4 separate regions of the Mus musculus genome follow, and regions 2, 3 and 4 are each linked to region 1. A link is a contact called in public Hi-C and HiChIP or PLAC-seq data. All regions are on one chromosome and are shown on one strand. The core of a region is the stretch at or near the end of the contact, and the rest is flanking DNA. Distances in the headings are between cores, read along the strand shown.

What was found. Hi-C and Micro-C count contacts between places; a contact is called where the count stands out from the background. HiChIP or PLAC-seq counts read pairs in DNA pulled down with a chosen protein or histone mark.
Region 2: a Hi-C map of adipose-derived mesenchymal stem cells shows a contact between it and region 1, with 1.8 times the contacts expected there. The contact joins two enhancer-like sites. A contact is called at or near these places in 1 of 484 Hi-C or Micro-C datasets (adipose-derived mesenchymal stem cells) and 1 of 115 datasets of contacts at active chromatin or transcription factors (fibro-adipogenic progenitors).
Region 3: a Hi-C map of uterus shows a contact between it and region 1. The contact joins two enhancer-like sites. A contact is called at or near these places in 2 of 484 Hi-C or Micro-C datasets (both in uterus).
Region 4: a contact with region 1 is called in an H3K27ac HiChIP or PLAC-seq map of heart atrium, with 5 read pairs. The contact joins two enhancer-like sites. A contact is called at or near these places in 4 of 115 datasets of contacts at active chromatin or transcription factors (craniofacial prominence, heart atrium, neural tube and 1 more).

Annotation. Positions count from the first base shown.
Region 1 is chr2:45,512,513-45,517,139 of GRCm38.p6, forward strand. No RefSeq gene overlaps it. Among named protein-coding and RNA genes, the nearest start is that of Gm30792, 23 kb to the right of the region's middle. Within about 2 kb of position 2,474, at least 41 of the 459 cell types and tissues checked have an H3K27ac peak or open chromatin away from gene starts, as enhancers often do. A contact at or near this core is called in adipose-derived mesenchymal stem cells, fibro-adipogenic progenitors, heart atrium and 1 more, where this site is marked.
Region 2 is chr2:45,775,939-45,780,667 of GRCm38.p6, forward strand. No RefSeq gene overlaps it. Among named protein-coding and RNA genes, the nearest start is that of 1700019E08Rik, 82 kb to the left of the region's middle. Within about 2 kb of position 1,268, at least 72 of the 459 cell types and tissues checked have an H3K27ac peak or open chromatin away from gene starts, as enhancers often do. A contact at or near this core is called in adipose-derived mesenchymal stem cells and fibro-adipogenic progenitors, where this site is marked.
Region 3 is chr2:45,183,697-45,188,457 of GRCm38.p6, forward strand. No RefSeq gene overlaps it. Among named protein-coding and RNA genes, the nearest start is that of Gm28643, 54 kb to the left of the region's middle. Within about 2 kb of position 1,650, at least 86 of the 459 cell types and tissues checked have an H3K27ac peak or open chromatin away from gene starts, as enhancers often do. A contact at or near this core is called in uterus, where this site is marked.
Region 4 is chr2:45,094,987-45,100,019 of GRCm38.p6, forward strand. All of the region lies in intron 2 of Zeb2 (zinc finger E-box binding homeobox 2), which reads right to left. Among named protein-coding and RNA genes, the nearest start is that of Zeb2os, 14 kb to the right of the region's middle. Within about 2 kb of position 3,190, at least 26 of the 459 cell types and tissues checked have an H3K27ac peak or open chromatin away from gene starts, as enhancers often do. A contact at or near this core is called in heart atrium, where this site is marked.

The sequences.
Region 1 (4,627 bases), core at 1,224-3,723:
ATTGGCTAAGGTGCAAGGTGAATTTTGTTTGGTCCTTACAACAGTTTGTTGACTTTACTATCCTTACTTTGTTTGAAAGAAGCAGGAGCAGTGGAAGAGAGCGTAAGAACACTATCAGTCTGTGTCCAGCTAGAATTAGAACATAGACCCAAAATGGCATCTTGTCTAGAGAGATGGGTTTATGGTTTTATAAGAACGCAAGAGAATTTTGATACATATAGGCCAGGATCCTGCTTGTATACAGTGTCACAAAATGATAATAACAAATGTATTGTGATTCTTTAAAAGTAGAAATCAAAAGCTTTCTTACCTATGTCACTTTGTCCCAAGACTTTTTTATAAATGGAGTTCAAAATTGTAGCCTGTTAGGTATGAAGCCTTCCTGCTTTATAGACTGGGGGTTTAATTTAATTATCTGCTTAGTGACACACAGGCTTTGTTAAAAAAAAAACAACTTTGTGAGAGCTCAAATTTAGATAGAGACTTCTGGATCTTGTTGGTCTCAAGGGATGATGATTCAGATTCACTGTGAGATGGTTCAGGCTAAGGATGAAGCCCAGATCTCCATAGAAGGCAGTGGCCAAACCAGCTAACTAACACACTGACCACAGTTCAGCACTGTGGGAATTTCAAAATCAATGCTTAAAAGAATTAAATACATTCTCCTCTATTTTTCACTCATTCCTGTTCTATCTTAACTCCTCACATTCTTCTTTAGGGCCTGACTTGACAAATCCCCAAATGACAAAGATTAAGAGGGTACCTGTGTTAATTATGAAGTAGCAGAGCTGGAGATCGATGCAGGCAGTTTAGAAGTGACTCCCACATCCTCAGTTCTGTGTCTCCCTGTGTCTGTAACTTGGGAGAGTTTCTTTCCATCCGTAAACGTCATAACATTTGGTCTCACTTGTGTGGTGACCGTGAAGCTGGAACTTGTCCTCCAAATAAGGCAAACTGAAAAACGTGCTTAGCTTATAGATGAGCACACCCTTTGTTCAGTGGCCCTTATGGATGGAGTTCTAGGTTACAGTCATAGGAAGTGCATCACATATATGCAATACATCCAACACTTAATGACCTACTTTTGTAAATTATGGATTGGTTCAAATATGTACTATTTAGTGAATAAAAACTATTTGTTTTATGATAGTGAATTTATAGGATTGCATACTTCAGTGCCAATGTGGAAAACTCTAAATCAACTGGTTTGTTTGTTTGTTTGTTTGTTTATTTAGTATCATAATACAGTATTTAAAGATGACCCACTTTGCTTTAAAAGTGTATAAGCTCTAAGGCATCTCAGTGTACTTGGGACTGTGTTACCTGTTCTTCTCTTCAAATTACTGTCTGCATGATTGTCACTGTCTCCCGGTTCCACAAAGAACTCCTTGATGACATTTATCAGCCTCCGTTTTTAGACATGATTTCATTAAAAGCCATTCTCCTATAGTCGTTGTGCTCTCTCTGTTTAATGTGGTCTGTAGAGTTCATCAGATGTATGTGTTAATGGCATCAGCTGGGTTCAGGTTTCACTATAGCTGAACCTCTCTATTGTTAATCACTTAGCTAACATATGTCAATATCATAGTATGGAATGACACTCTCTGCAGCTCCTTTATATTCCTGTCACTGCCCTTTCTGAAAGATTAGAAAAGTATCGATTATCATTGTTAATTCAGAAGTGGTGGGTATGTGTTGGCTTCCCCTCACTAGAATACAACAGCACTCAACTTGGGTTAGAACCTTTCAACTTGCTCAGCCTTTTTTAGTGATTTTTTCTTCAGTCCTTCCTTTTCTCTCTTCGTTTGCTACTTTCACATGCAAAAACCAGGGGCTTGCAATTCCAAAAGAGGAGAGATGTTTATATCTTTCTACTTCAAGTCACATCCAACATTTCTCATCTTGAAGTGGCACAGCTAGGAGTAATCTTTGTTTGCTTTCTGCAGTGTTATCGCTCCCTGGGGACACACAGGGAGTCTAAGACTGGGTGGGAAAATGTTGTAGATTTGTACAGGATGTATATTGCACTTTAGAATTTTTGGCATACTGAGATAATTTTGATCCTCATATCTTATATTTGGTGTCCTTTGATAGCTTAGAGTTGAATAAAGTCTCTCTCTCTCTCTCTCTCTCTCTCTCTCTCTCTCTCTCTCTCTCTCTCATTCTTACTCTGTCCTCTTTAAGTCTGATGTCATTGTAAACAGAAAGATGAGGGCCTAATATTGAAGGGCTGCTAGCTTCAGGGTGAGTGGTGGGCTCAGCAGAGTGTGATGGTAGAGAGTCATTCCACTTCAAGGAGGATACTGCCCAATTTTTTAAACTTAATAGGATTAGTCATGGGAACTATTTTTAGCAGAAGTTCAACTTTATCCATGTATTTTAATGTGGGAAAATTGTGTCCTTTTCCCTCTGCTAATGTTTGATGTATTCCAGCCCTCCTGTGAGTGTGTTTGAGTATCTTAGGGGATCTGGAGTGGAGGAGAACTTCCTCTCAGATTCTCTCTGTTTTCTTTCGGGAAAATGACATTCCAAAGCTGTTTCACTTTCTGACAGGAAGTGGAGCCTTGCCAAAAATGATTAAAGTCCAAGAAAACATAACAGCCCCAAAGCTGCCGCAGTTCTTTAGGAGCCCAAGTTTGACATTGTGTCAAACAAACATGAAATATTGTTTAATAAATTTGAATAATACAGAGATAGGGGAAAATCATTCTTGGCTTATAGCAGTAGTGCTTTGTATTGAGTATGTAAAAGACTACCTACTCCTAACAAATTGAAATTAATACGTGAATACTCTTGTGTAAAGTTATCCCAGCTTGTGACTTCCTCTGTTATACTAGTTATCTATAAGAGGGAAAAAAAACTTGTCTGAATTATGTGTAAGTTCAAACAATTATGCATAGTGTTCAGGGAAATAACTCTGATAGTGCAATCCACCCCTCTCGTAGTACATAGTTTTCAAGAAAATATAAAAGGTACACAGTGGATTCATTGATAAATTCATTTATAACAAAAGAGTTTTATTAAAAGGGGTTAGATAATAACTTAAACTTAAGTTGATATTTGGAAAAATAAACCACCAAAACTTTATACAATTTCACTATATTCCCACCCAAGATAATTATGACCTTCCTCTATCAAATAAAGCTAAAAAAGAAAAAAAAACCCATAAACTTCTCTTATTAAAAAACTAACACCTCTTTTTTTTTAAAAAAAAAAAAGGAAAAGTTTAAAATACTGGACTTAAAACACACCTGAAAACTTAATCCTTATATTAAAAATTCTTATTTCTGTTATCTTTGATGTTACTATTCCAGGTGTATATTTGAAATATATGTTTTAATGAAAACTATTCAGTAATTTCTGTACTCACAGACACTCAACAAATCCCACAATTCATGATCACTATTTAGACATGTTAAATTGATTAGAGAAGTCATTCACTGTCATTGGGTACCATTTGTCACTTCATAAACAGCTGCAGTGTGCTGCCTCCAAATGCAGAAGGACCAACAAATAAATCACATCAAATGGTGGGAGTAGATGCTATCCTTTCATCTATAATTGGTATAGCCCTTTTCTGTCACATTTGCTCATTCTTATGATTCTAGTGTGGATTGACAGACAGGGAAAGGGCAGCCTCTGTCAAAGATGTTCAGAGAGTGTGTGTTCGGGTGATGTACCTGCTAATAGATATCCATCATAATATTACATTAATGTCACCATGCATCAAACATACAACTTACCCATCTAGGTATCTGATGTTAGACCCATAAGGATCTGTTCCCACAGGAAATAAGCTCTTAGCTTTGACAGGAAATTGATAGATGTCAAAGCAAAAACATGATTTACAGATACAAAGGAAAATAAGTGTACATTGCACATACCATTCCAGTGTGTGTAACTATAAAATTAGAAAGTTTAATTTCAGACACTATAATAAATATATATAGAATGGGATTTTTTTGCTAATTTCAATATACAATTCATTTTTAAGCAATTTTTTTCTTTTCTTATTAAACTAAAAGTAGCCACTGTTACAATTAATGCTTGGTATTATGTCCTAGATTAAGACTTTAATGAAAATCTGCTTTCTTGGAGGTCAAAACTCTTTCACCCTGCAATATCTATGTGTTTTTAGTGCATGTGTTCATGTATATATGCATACCACCATACACAGAGGCTTCTGTATATATTATGCAATAGAGTCATACCAACATTAAAAATTAACATAAATTAATGAAGACAATATACTTTCATAATGTCAAGTCTTTAAACACTGTGCACTTTGGGGAAATAGAAATGGCCCATGGTTGTTGCTGAACTGTCTCTCCTACATTGTGATCAACTTTGAGAAGATAATGTTTGTATCCACTCAACTAACTGGAAACTCATGTTGGAGAAGCTGTGTTATTTTTTTCAATCTGAATTTGCATGTGCTATCTCATTGTATTTCCATTGAATCATGATTATTTTGATTCCTATTTTATAGACTAGGAAATAAAGGTGGCAAGAAGATATTGTGCACAATATTGTGCCCCCCGTCCCCGTGCATGCTAAAGGAAAGAACCTATGGTGGTGAGGCTAGAATTGTTTGACTCTAAGTTGCTTTGCATTGTGTTTCCTTACA
Region 2 (4,729 bases), core at 18-2,517, 260 kb after region 1:
AATGTGGTTTCGTAAGACCCATTTGATGTCTAAGAACCCTTGTGAGCTTTTTCATAAACTTTTTTTTTTCCTTTTAACCAGGAAGTTAGATTTTGCCAAGAGTCAGTGAAACTTCAACCTGAAAGACTTGGTTTTCTTTCAAATCTTAAAATCCTTAAAGCTGGTGGCAGTTAATGAGCAGGAGTGGGGAGCTTCAGGTCACATGGCCTTTGTTATTTTGAATAGCCTATCAATTCAAATGGCTTGAACCCCCTAGTTTATTGTAGAAAATGCCAAATTCTTGAAAATCATGTAGGAATCACAAGAGAATATAATATTTCCCTGTAGTCTGATAATGGTTCACTAATGTGCCTCTGGGTAATCAGGGCATTAATACCAGGGTTACCTCAGAGACAACCATAAAGAAATGACTCTAGAGATGTGTAGATTGATCATTTTTCTGCATTAAAAGAAAGATAACAGCCTTTTGCCAAATGCTTGTTGCCCTATGTACAGAACTGTTTGTGAAATCAGGAATGAGATAAAACCCTTCAGTGAATGTGCTGATTCAGGTGCACATAGTCGCCTATCTCATAGCTGCTGTTCCAAAGAGCATCTGGGGTAAGAATCACGCATCCGGCCCATCCGTCAAGAGCCTGTGAGCAAGCCAGCAGTGTTTGCACCTGCAGGATGAATTACAGCTTTGTTGAGTGTGGGAAGCTACATAATAAGACACCAGAGTGTTTCTTTCCTCTTACCCCCACCACCATTGCTCCTCGGTGTTTTTGCTTTGTCTTTACCGCCCCGCGTCTCCACCTTTAGACAATCACCGCCAAGATAATGGAGCAAATGTGGCACATTCATCCAAGGATGGGTTGACACAGAGTACACATTGCTTTCATTTGGTTGTTCTTTGGATGAATTCTTCCTTGAGAACAAGATAATGAAAACCATACGGTCATTGAACACAGGAATCTGCGTCACTTTGTTCCCTTGCAACCCGTTTCATTTCACAAAGGCGGGTCCGTCCCCGTGTTGCCTCCAGTCGGAGATCCCAGCCAGCTGGAATCCTGCCCTCTGCAGGCTTGCCCAAATCAGGGAGTGTTGTCATTGAGTTTCTGAGGTTCACCTGAATGACAGAAGCTGTGGGAATGTGGCAGGCCTTGCCAACCTTCTGCATCTCTAAAGCAAAGTGTCCTTTTTAGAATTTGCGTGCATTGTGCTCTGTAACCTTTATTGTGGGAGCTAAAAGATGAGTCAGGATGAGAAGTCAAGAACTGGGCTGTCTTAAGAGCTCTCTCATTGATTAAGAGCATGTACCACACTGAAGACTGAAACTGGGTTCCCAGTGTCCACATCTGGTGACTCAGTCAGTTTTAAATAGAACTTCAGAGAACCCTAAACCCTTACACTTTTGTCCCCCATGGACACATACACAACGCGTGCGAGTACATACACACTGGAGCACATACGTTCCTACACACGCATATACTTTAAAATAACAATATTTTGGTGTTTTAGTCTCATAACTATTATTGATTCTTTATGAATTTCACATCGTGCACCCAAATGCCACTCATTTCCCAGGCCTTCTATATCCACCCTCCACCTTTGCAATATCACCCCCCCCTTCGTCCTTCCCATGGGGAAGAAAACAAAACAAAACAAAGCAAAGTTTTGCCATGGAATCTGCCGTGAGTCACAGTGTGCCACACCCCTTCGCCCAAACAGCTTTACTTGCTAATGCTCATTACAATGAGTCATTGGTCTGGTTCGAGGCCTCTGGCTGCACCATCAATACAGGTTGATCCTCACCAGGACTTCTCTCATATATCTTGTTGCCCTGTGTCATGGAGATCCTGCAGGTTTGGTTCTGCCTTCACGCTCTCCAGTAGCACATAGATCCGGCAGTAGATGTTGGAGCCCTAGATTTGGGCCTGGCTAGTAAATGAGTTTGCCAACCTACCCCCTCTCTCTGGTGGCCATACCACCAGCGCCAGCTCTCCTAAACTCGCCAGCTCTTCCACGCTTATGCCATCAGGGCTAGCTCTTCGGTGCTGCTCAGGCAGAAGGGCTTTCCTGTGTGCTATAGCAATCAAGGAGTAGGGCCAGCTCAGAAAGGCCCTGGGACATCAACATGGCTTCAGGCGGCAGCTCAGAGGACATATGTCTTCATGGTCTTTGGTGATAACATCGACCACAGACACGTAAACACCTACACCAGAGCTAGAGACCCAGACATGGTCCTTTGCTGCAGAAGGGACCGGTCATCACCCTGGCCTCAAGTGGCAACACAGGCCTCTCTTATAAGGCTGTCCCTCACTGCTGTGAGTCTCGAGTTCTGTCTCTTCATAGTAGTACACGGTCTACTCTGCTTCTTTCTCCCCCATCTCGTTACCACTTGCTTATCTAGTGGCGCTTGGACTCTGAGCATCTTTCACTGGCCGGTGCCTAAATGGGGCAGCAGGTGGCCCATTCAATATAATTTAAAAATTTAGAAAGATTTTAAACTTTCATTGACCTCAAGCTTTGAATCGGTGCCTGAAAGACGGTATTATAGAGGCTATAGATGGTTTCTACTTCTTTTCTAGGTGTAATTTTCAGTCTCAGGAATAATTTGTAACTACAACGGCAAGCTCAAATGGCAGGTGTGAATTGAAGGTAAGGAACCATTTGCTGCTTCAAACTCCCTAACTGTGAATGGAGAGGCTGAAAACAATGAAAACACACATGTGATCTTTGACTTTGAGTAAACGACATTGCTCTTAACCTAGTAGTTTGCCATTTATTTTATCCAGACTCCAAAGCAGTATTGTAAAGTGTGTAAATTCATTTCAAGAATACAAAGGTAAAAAAACAAAAACAAAAAACAAAACACGTTTTGTTTTGAAACAAAAACAGGTTTTTTTTTTTTTTTTTCCTTAAAATTGGCCAAGAAGACTCTTCTGCCTTAATGGAACTCCAGAAAGCCACTTATGATTTAGATCTCACCTCATGACCTTTCTCAAAAATATTGAATTCAGAATCAAGCCTATATTCAATTGTAAAACGTTTCTCTTGTACATCTTTACAAAGCTGGAGAAACAGTATCAGGTTATTTGGCACTACAAATACACTTTACTTTTAATTAGAAATATTTCTCATGGGGCTGGGGAGATGACTCAAAGTGTGAGATCACTTGCTGGACAGGCATGATGAGCTGAGTTCAAATCCCCAGGCATCATATAAGAAATCAGATGTAGGTATGACCATAGACACCTCTACTCTAGTACTGTTGTAAGAATAAAGGGTATTTCTCTGTCTTGATGCCTGTTATTCTAGTTTCCTGTTCAGAGATCCTGTATCAAATGAAATAGTCACAGGTAATAGAGTAGGGTACCTCTCACCTTCGCATGACTACAGGCGTGTGGGCACTAACACTTGCATGTGTGTATAAATCATATATCACATGCACACATAAAATAAATATTTGTCATTATTGACAAACTCAGAAAAACATTGCCTAATGTCGAATTGTTGTTTTCATTTACTGTAAGTGCAAGCCAAACTGATTAGTGAGAATATATGGGGCTGGAGAGATATCTCTTTGGTGAAGAGCACCTACTACTATGATTTTACCATATAAGATTTTACCACCACTCATGTGGTGGTTCACACCCACACTTAAGACTAGCTCCAGGTTTGACACCCTTTTCTGACCTTCATGGTGTCTTGGTTACTGTTGTATTATTGTGAAGATACAGTATGAACAAGATAACTCTCGTAAAAGGAAGCATTTAATTGGGGGCTTGAGCACAGTCTTAAAGGGTAAGTCCATGGCCATCATAGTGGAAAGGAGAAAGGCAAGGTGCTGGAGCACATCTAAGAGATTATGCCCTGATCCACAGGTAGCAGGCAGAGAAATACTGGGCTAGGCATGAGCTTTTAAAGCTTAAGTCACCCTCTGGTCTTATACTTCCTTCAGTACCACACCTCTTCCAACCGTGCCATATCCCTAATTCTTCCTAAATAGTTAATTGACTGGGAAGTAAGCATATGGAGCTTATGAAGGCCATCCCCATTCAAACTACCACAATGGACATCTGCCAGGTGTGTGGTATACGCAAATAGCATAGACACTCAGGTACATAAAATAAAAGAAATAGTTCTAAAATATTGTTAAAAGAATATATGTACTGCTATTATAGTTACTATGACTATGAAATTAAAAGGAACTTATAATAATTTTATTGAAACTCAATGTTGTGAATCAACTTCTAATAATATCTGTAGCTATTAGACTGTTCGAAGTTCCCACATGCACTGCCATCAGATAAGCTTAGCTATAAATATTTATACAGTACAATTTGAACAATTAAGAAAATTGTAAAGATCAATAAATGTGTGGGATAGGCTACATCCACCTAAACTGGTGGGTAATCAGAAAGCTTCCTAAAGAATCATGGTATTGAGGGCTGAGTTACAACCAAGTGATAATTATAAATGCACTTTGGAAAGTTTGTACAGCATGAGGGACTAATCTCATGCTAACACAAGTCCAAAAAAAGATGAGACTTAGTTGAAGCTAGGGGGCTCTTGGGGGTCTCCCACACACACACACACACACACACACACACACACACACCCCTCTTTCTCTTTTTCTCTTTCATTTTGCGTTCCATAAGGAGAGCAGCTGTGATGGGTAGCTTCCTATAGCTGTGATGAATAGTTGAGAGAAGAAATTAAAGAGAAGAAGTATTTTCGCATATAT
Region 3 (4,761 bases), core at 400-2,899, 330 kb before region 1:
CACTCTAGCTTCCCCTAAGAAACAAAGTACCTAGTTTCTTTAAAAGAGGATGTCCGGCATTATTTGGAAAAGGATGCTTTTGACTGTTAGCCTGTCCTTATTTTTACTGCAAGTGTGAAAACATTTCATATAGCAGGGTTGCTATGTGCCTGATGGTCCCAGCTTCTGAACACTTTGACCTCACTCATTTGGTTCTTTAAAATGAAATGTTTCTTTGCCCATTTTTTTTCTGTCTCAGCTCTCTCTCTTATTTTTGAATCTACGTACGCTTTAGGATTTGCTAGAAGAACAAAATAAATTTTGAACAAAGGGGAGGGAGGATGAAACCGAAGGAAGTTGTGAAAAATAGCCCCTTCTTTCCAAACTGATTTAGAAGGGCTGTGATTAGTCCTGTTCTGCTGGAGGCGACTTCGGTTTTCATTCAGTGGCTCCAGTTCGTTTGTACCTGATGTCACTGGTGCTGAGGTCAAGGGCTTGACTTCACAGTCGCTGCTGCACATTTTCCCAAGAGCGTATGGAGGGCTAACACGGTCACTGGAGAGTAATGCAGGTCCTCAAAGGGACCAGGGGCACGCAAGTCGAAGCTGACATTCCAGTCCTACTTTCGTCATTCCTTACATCAGAACAGAAGGTGCCACTTAAAATGTGAGCTCTTCACTCCCTGCATCTCTGTCTCCTCATCTGTTCAACAGAGATAAGATTTCCCCCTTTTCTACCTTACCAGGATCTGTGAAGATTAGATACTGGCTGTAAAGTCCTTACACAAAGGTACTGGCCTTATTCTAAACAAGATTAGTCAACAGATGGGGGGGGGGGGGAGGTGGGACTCTCTCCCCAGTGGATTGCCTAATACCTTTGAACTGGTACTAGGAGTTAGCTGCCCATTTCTCCCAGTTTGGTTGGTTGGGGAAAGTTAGGTGTGAGTGGTTGGCTTCCCTATTTATTTATAAAGTTAAAAAATTGTTTGATAGTGAAAGTTTGCATTAATAAAAATAGAGTGTGCTTTGAATCTAAAACAGGTTTTATTTGAAAAGAAGGTGTAGGGGAGGTCTCTAGGAACATATGTGCCACTGAGGGCTATTTGCATATATTTGATCTGCAAGCATGCTCCAGTGATTTCCACAGTATACCTTGGAGTTTTAAGTTGTAGCAAAGAGCTGCTGCAATGGCACGGCAATACAGTCGCTCTCTCCAGCTTTATTGTGCCATACAGCGACAACTTCATTTTTAGCGTTAAAAAAAAAAGTCCTCTTCACTTAATTCAGACAGTGACCTGCAGGCCTCATTCTGACTGAAGGAGCCATTCAGAATACTTGCAGACAAAAGCCGGGCTTTTTCCTAGCAACCAGATCAAAGCCAGATCTCCCAGAATAGCTCCCGCCCAGGTTTCCTTTGGCGCTTAGGTTCACAAGGATTTTGAGTCTCATGGTATCCAGTTCAAACTGCTTTTTTCAAACTGAAATGGAAAGGAAAACTCCCGAGGAATTTTAGTAGCCTCGGAAAGCTGGCGAGTGTTGCCACGCCACTTAATCTTGGGAGAACGTGGTGGTCGTTGGAAGCATCTCTAAGTTGGTTATCGCCTACATCTGCATGTACCTTCTGCCTGGCTCCCAGAGAATGGTCGCTCTGTTTCCTCTCTGCCGGTACCTAATATCAGCTATGCCCAGGAGCCGCCTGATGAAGACTTCCTGTTTGTTTTGAGTCATTCTTGGGGTGATAAATATACTTGAGCTTTCTGCTTAGAGAAGAAAGAAACCAGCTGCCCTGAACTGAAGAGAAAAAATGCAGAAATTCACTGAATGGCCCTGTTATCATAGACTTTCAAGGGCGGCCTAAAAATGAGAACTGTAAGACTGGACAAAGTAAATAATTTCCATACTGAAGCCTCTCACCAGAGGCTTAGACCCAAGCTGTTTGTCTTTAATCATTTGGGCAAACCATACATTTTTCACTCTTCTAAGAACAACAGCATTGTTTAGAAATTTTGTAAAATGTAAACTTACACTACAGAGTAATGGTGAGCTATATAAATAAGCAATTACAGTTGTGGTTTTTTGATCTGACCACAAGCTTTTAATGCCATTTGTGTATGAACATATAGTGCTTCTGGGTAAACAATAATGTTTATCCTGTTGGGTCATCCACTGCTCTAGTGAGCCATTTGCATACATGATTGTTTGGATTGTAGACTAGCCCAAGAACAAAAGAATATTATAAAATTACTTCAAGCAAGAATGACAGGAAATCCTTTATAGCTCAAATATCACTTCTTAAATAAAGCTGTGGAATTTTTGTCCTGTTTTCATCTCACTTTTGTTTCTGAATAGGTTTGAATTTGGTGACCAGAGCATCCTAAGGGGGAAGTTTTTACCTGTGGTCCTGAGACTTCAAGTTTTTTTGTTTTGTTTTGTTTTTTTTAAATCTGAATGTCCTCTCCACCATCTTTTGATGTTTGTTTTCAGTTCAGTATGGATTTCTAAGAGTTGTGTCAGACTCTGCCTTCCATGTGCTCAGAGTGAATCGCACACTTCTTTCTAAGAAGCTACAGTCTCTGAATGTGATTTCAGTAGTAGAAGAAAAGTTTACTAAGAATCTAGGCTATGTCTTCCAGGCCAGCAGAAAGGAAATGCTTAATTAGTACAATTCAAATTGAAGTTACCATTCAACCTCATGGTGTCAAGTGAATGATGCAGGTATCTAGGCAGGGTAGGGTACTTGTCCTTGTGACTAGGTATATCGACCATAAAACTGCACTTGAATCGTTGAGTATGAAGTGTCCCTAACCTGCTGCAGTCGCTGATGGAATGACTAGAACATAAACATAGTGTTTCTTGGAGGAGAGAATTACAATATTACAAGTTCGCTGGAGACAGGATTCAAAGCTCAAGGTAGAAAAAAATGAAATGACATTGACCACTCATAAAAGATTGACCATGTTGTATTTATATATTTAGGAACATAGATATGAATTATATATATATATGTATATATATATATACATATATATATATATATATATATATATATATATATATATATCCCATATATATATAACAATAACTAATGAAAACAGGGCCACAAATTTGAAAAAGAAGAAGGAGGGGTATATGGGTTTGAAGGGAGGAAAGAAAAGGGGAAAATAATGTAATTATAATCTCAAAACATAAAAGAAATAATAAAAATGTTAAAAGAAATAAATGGTAACTTGACTTGGGTGGAACCTGTCACTTAAGAAGTGTGAAATATACTCTAGTTTTCAGTGCTATTTAATGACAAGCATTAAGGAGTGAAGCAAAACTCTCATGCTTCCATTGATACTACACATGCCAATCATGGTTGCTTTCTCAGCACCAGTATTTGCTTAGACCTGGCCAAATGAACAGTGACTGAGGTAGCACGTTTGTGAGCTTACCTTAAGGAGATGAGCAAATTTGAGGGAGTTCACCCACTTTCTAAGCAGTACACATGTCTTCATATTGGAATCAAAACCTAATAATCATATTTTATAGAAGTGTATGGCTCTACTAGTTACAAGATATCTTCCCTGGCGACCCTTCCTGGAACCATTGAGTGTATCTAAGTGGGAAGAGCAGATGACATTCTGCCCTGCCCTGGTGGCTATGCCTGAAGCAAGGCTCTTCCTTTGGAAGTAGAGATGATTCCACACACTGTGTAATAACATTTCAAGGGAATTTCCTATGGCATACAGGTAGCAAGGGAATATTTCTGAGTGTGGTATCTTGTAGCAGCTGAAGATAGTGGGTCCCATAGCAATGAACTCAGAATGTCCTCAAACTTGTCATGACACCCAATTTCTGATCCCAAGAGTTCCCGAAAAGTTCTTTTTTAATAGATGGGGAACTGGCGTGAGGTATTTTGGTTCATTTGCTGGTTGTGCAAAGGCTTTGAAGAAAAAAAATATTTTATTAGAAGAAATAAGGGTGGGAGAGGGAGGGTTTTTCACACCCATTTTCACACCTTCTGAGGTGATGAGTCCAGCCCTCACAAAGCAAAATGGCAGGTTTCACACTAAACCCACCCAGACAAATTCTTGTAGTACCTACTCATTTATCTCTTCAAGAATAAGAAGGCACCAAGGGAGCTGCAGAGAAGGGCCCCCCTCTGCTTGGCTTTACCCCGTTGTCTACTTGGGACTCCTTCAGCATGCCATCTATGTATGGGTTTTTCAGAAGATTCTGGCTCTAGAGTTAATTTTACCAACTGGTCTCCAAGCTTGTGCTTCTTAGATTCTCTTGGCTGCCTTTTTTTTTTCTCATCCTAAGCTGCTCATTGGTATGAATCTGATTTGTTTCCCACCATCTTACACCTTTCAGAATGGCTCATTTGGTCCCAATGTGTAGATACAGAATGCTGTCAGTGTACTCAGGCTCAGAGATTACGCAGGATCACACCTGAGAGCCAAATAATTCTAAAACATGACCATGGCCATATTTTTTTTCTCCATGCGAGCAAACACCACCCTCAGCTACAACTATTGAAAAGTGAAGCTCCTTAGGAGTCACCCAGGAGACATATTACTGTTACCACTTTAGTAAACCTTACCTTTCTGCTATCCTGAACTCATTCAGTTTGTTTGTTTGTTTCGGAATGAGACAACCATATCTTGATGTGGTAAAAGCAAGAAATGTGTCTCCTTTCTACATACTATCACATGTCCCTGGGTTAGTGTTCTACCGATCAGCTCTGACTGCCTTTATGGAATGGCTTCCTTTGCAGGATTCTGGTCCTCCTACCCTTTAC
Region 4 (5,033 bases), core at 1,940-4,439, 420 kb before region 1:
CTATGCCATCCCCACCAACCCTCCTAAGAAGCCATTTGTCTTGGAGAGAAAATTAAGTACCTGATCCCAGGCCCAAGCCAGTGTGAAGTCTCTGCATCTTCACACTCTGACCCACTGCGTTCCTTTGAGCAGCTAGCTGCTTCCCATGGCTACCTCCTCAATATAAACTCGCTAACTAATCTCTTAGCAAACACTTGAAGCAAACCTGGAGAGAGGAAAAAGACAGAGAGAGAACAAAAAACCGGCAAAGATAAAGCCTGAGACCCATTCAACAGGACACTGGAAACTAAATTTAGTACCAAACTTAAGATTTCTTTTGAAGACTTGTCTGTTGTCTGTGGAGCGGGAATTTTCGTACCCCAAGTTTTATTTTTAAGTCTTAACCTAATTCCTCTGCTGTCTTAAGTAAGGCTCACTTTAACACAAACTCCCCGACAGTGGATATGTGCCCTACTCTTTCAGGTATTTCTAAATGGCTTCCTTTAGCACTACCTTTTAAATAATATATCTCTTTTTTCAAAGTTCTTGCAGTGCTGTGTGTACACAAGGTAACTGTCCCTTAGGAATTTACGTGAGAACACACTGTTGGAAATAAATAATCACTTTCAGCCAATGATCAAAGAAGAAATAAATCTTTTACTCTAATAAGGCTTTTTAAAGGCTGAAATCCCATTTTTAAATGGGTAAGAGCTAAGAAGGTACTGGGAGTCCGTTTCTTTTCCAGAGCTATGTTCTAATACTGGTTGCATTGGGGGGTGGGGGTGGGGGGGCTGGAGGAGCAAATGGACCCTGGGGTCTTCAAAGTTAAAGCTTTTTAAAATAAAGTTGGTATGTAGTAGCATTTGAAAAACTTATTGTTCAGAATTTAGGTTTTAATATCTAGGAATAAACAGAGCATTAAATCAAGCACACTGTGACAAGGCCAATATGCACACGGGTGACGCCAGTAAGGCATCTCCAACCTTTGTTCACAGCTTAACAAAACTGTGCCGTCACACCACTTTAGTTCAACAGTGCCTGTCGAATGGGCATCAACAGATCAGCCAATGCCTGTCATACACGGAGCTTGAAGACTGCTTGAAAGCAAGGGTTTATTCGACCCCCAAGTCTAGCTGGAAAGAGAAGAGGATTTTAAATCATCTGGTAAAGACACCAGGCTTCCCCCATCCCCCCTCCCGCCGCCCTTCTCCAAAGTTTAAAACTGTAGAGAAGAATGGGGAAACGTGCATCTGTTTTATAGACATAAAGCAGAAAAACACGTACTCTGCCAAAGATAGAAAAAAAATTTTATATTTATTTTCATTGTGAAAACAAGTTTTGCAACTATAGAATTCTTCTTAAAGTGGTATTCTCAATAGGAAAATAAAAAAAAAAAAAGAAAGAAAGAAACATTCTCACGGTTTTAAGATTTTCGCCTTGTTTTGGGGCCTTTAAACAAACTCTGTCATCAGGATAGAAGGGAATTATTTGACAAAGAGAATTGGCAACTCCTTGCTATTCACAGGAGTGTCTCTTCGAACATATGTTTGTTACGTGTCTGTTTGGGTTGACCAAAATGCATTTTGCATTTACAGGCTCCTGGTTTCTGGTCTCTATGAACATTTAATCTGCTTCAGAAGAGAAAGGCAGCAAAGAGACAAATATTGTTCATGGTCCCACAAGTTAACAATTTGGGAGCAGGGGAAAGAAAGAGAGTGAAAGAAAGAAGCGCAAACCTTCTCATTTTCTTCTAGAACACCGATCATGAGATTTGGCCTTCGAGCTCTGCTAAGTACCGAGGAGATGCCTCAGATAATTAAGTGCACCCACTCCTCTTTAGGCATCCAATCAGAGTAAGCAAACGTGAACCTAGGCAGGGCTGAGGGGCCCTAGTGGTGGGAGGTGTTCTGAATCTAGACCTTTCCTGCTCCTTCTGGAGTTTCAGGTGCTACTGACATTGGCCCAGGAGGGGCTGGGGTTCCCCAACACTCAAGCTGAAAATCTTTCCCTTTCTCCCAGCCTCTCCCCCTCTCTGTCAGACTCGGCTGCTGTCAGTTTGCTGCCTGTACGTTGGCTGTCTCTTCTCTAGTCTCTACCCTGTGAGTTTCTGGCCTGCCAATTTCAACTTGAAGCTTGACTGGGCTGATTTGATGCAAATACCTCCAGGGAAAACCCTGAAACTGATGAACAGTTATGTCAAGTCGATTTTGCACCATCGGGAAAAGGTAACCTCTGTGAGAAAAAAAAAAACAACAAGGTTAAAGAGACAAGGGCTTTTCACGTGTAATACCTCCGCTGCACAGCTCGCTCACTGTTTACCGTCCCTCAGAAATTGTAACTGTCAGAATTAGTCCTAATTGCAGATGCGAAAGCTGCCATTATAATAAAAACAGAGGCAGTGCAGGCATTAAATGTAGCAGCCTAATTTGTGAGACTACAGAAAAGGTAGAGTAAATGAATATTTCATTACTTTAATTACCAGGGACTACTCCTTTCTTGCTGTCTTATGATAAGTGTTGCTGTAACTAGCAACAGCAAACATCCACTAAAACATAAAGTGCAATAATCGTCCTGCTGTCAGGATCACCACTTTAAAATACGAGCAGGAGAAAAAATATAATGGTTTATCTATTTCTTAGAGATTGCAGAAGTAGAAGACGGAAATTCATTTAACATCGGGGGAAAAAATGCACACACAAAGGCACCAACAAACAGGGTTTAGTCAGAGAATAATGGCTCTAACAGAGAGAAGAGAAATTTCATTGACTATCCATCTGAAATGCTGGCCCTAAAACAATGCTAGGAAGCAAGAAAGTAGTATGTATCGTGTTTGGATGTTTTTAAGGCAACATTTTTTTGTTGTTTCGTGTTGCACGACGCAATCATCTGAACATTAGAAAATGACGCTCAAATCACTGGAGAGAACACATGAGGAAAGGAAGCCGTTTTCTGAGCGATTAAGTAAAAGTGGAGAAGGTTCGAGTTGGCAAAAGTTTAGCTCCAGTTTAGTTTCATTGAAAAAGACCAGATAAAGCCTGCCAGAAAAAGGACTTTGCCTGTAACCCGAATACCGGTTCCTAAGACTTAGGGAGGGGCAATAATCAGTCACCCCTGACACCTCGGAAAAACCTTGCCCACCTCTCTACACTGTCAACTTCAAGTGTGGGGGAGGGGAAGAAGGTGGACCTGGGAGTGGGGGTGTGGCTGAGGAGGTCGCTGAGACTGGTTGAAGCCAGCCTGTCTCTGCATTTATCACTTTGTCCCGGAGGAGGTGTTTGTTCAACATAGCAGTTTGACAGCACAAAAACACTGTGGCCAGGAACCCTATCAAAGAACCTACTGGCACATATCATTTGTGGCCTGGGATTCATGGAGCAAGGCTACCTCACTCTTTATCTGCACAAGTATAAAGTACTATACACCTCTAAGTATTTAGTGTAGCTTAAAGGTCTCCCTCCCCCTTTCTCCTAAACACTATAAACACCACTTTAAAGTATTATCTTCAGTTAGGATTCCAGAATGCTGAGTTTCTTTTCTTTTCTTTTCTTTTCTTTTCTTTTCTTTTCTTTTCTTTTCTTTTCTTTTCTTTTCTTTTCTTTTTTTTTCCTTTCCTTTCCTTTCCTTTCCTTTCCCATAATAACTTGCAATAAATCTAGGATAATCTATATTAAGGTAGGCACTATTTAAGGAAAACAGCTTAAAAGCATAAAGCAAGTAATTTATCCTACACAATACACTTAAGCGTAGATTATTAGATACAAGCAAATTCAGTAAGCCTCGGGTAGCACAGAGAACATCTTTCTCTCCTGAAATCTGACTGCAGAAGTCTACATCAACTCTTCCTATCTATGCTTTTTGTTTAAATGGGTCTCATTTATGGGGTAGGTCTTCTTTAGAGTAAGGCTAAAGAGAAAAAGACCCAGAGTTAGGACCCTAGTATGCATTCGTGTTTGGGTGTATAGGAGTGTGCAGATGGGTTGGATTTAGTTTTCACATTTTTGTTAGCAGAGCAAAGGTGATGGGAAATCTTTAGGGGGTAACCATCTTGCTTCTAGATATTTCTCCCTTAATGGGACTTTTTGTTATGAAAACACAGCCGACTGAGTTCTTTCTATGTAAACCTCACCTCTTACAACTGAGAAATCTCATGATGTGAAACACTTCCATTGATGTGCTTGGGTGTTGAAAATAGAAACAGGTACTTCCAAGAATAGGCCAATTGCAAAGTTTCCTTGATTACAGCTACTTGGATATGCAAGAGAATATAAATACAATTTAAGCTAGCAAGGAGTGAAAGCTGTATGCTGAATTCGTGGATCACGTGGGCACTGGCTGCTTGAAATGTACTCACTTGTATATGAGGGGAACAAAATCTCAGATCTACATAGCATGTTTTAATTTGTTGATTTGTTACCGGTTACTTATCTGGGGGAGAGGGAGTGGCTACTTCCTTGTTAGAAACACTTTTTCTTCTTCTCTAGGATTAATTAAGAAACACGAAACAGTCTGTAAGGAACAAAAACCTGATATTCTTTCATTTAAGCAATGTAGCTATTGCTGGTTTTTATGTGGAATGTGTCTTGTTGTCATGGAAAATCGTTCTGGGTAATTACGTACTCTCAAAAGAAAGAAATCACTTTACTGGAGACTTAGATTCATGCCTTCCTTTAGGTTAAGTTGAGTAAACTGACCAACTCTGTATTCGTTATATGATAGAAGGAATACCTTCATACAAATGAGATGTAAAAAATTAACTTCAAAGAATTCAAGTTAAGAATTCAACCTTTCCCAGTTTATACTACAACAAAAGTAAAAATGATTCCCGGATACACAAAGATGGAGAAGAAGCCCAAAATGGGAGTTATACTAGAATGGATTCTTTGACCTATTGATTGAGAAGTTATCTGAGTAGTAATTTTGTAGTTAAAATAGGAGAAGTAACTCGAATATGTACAGTAATGGTCCTGTCTCACCTTCTTTACCAGAATGGCAGCTTCAAGTCTCAGTGTTTCAACCCAGCTCGGTAAGGGAAATAACTGCAAGCAAGGGTGAAC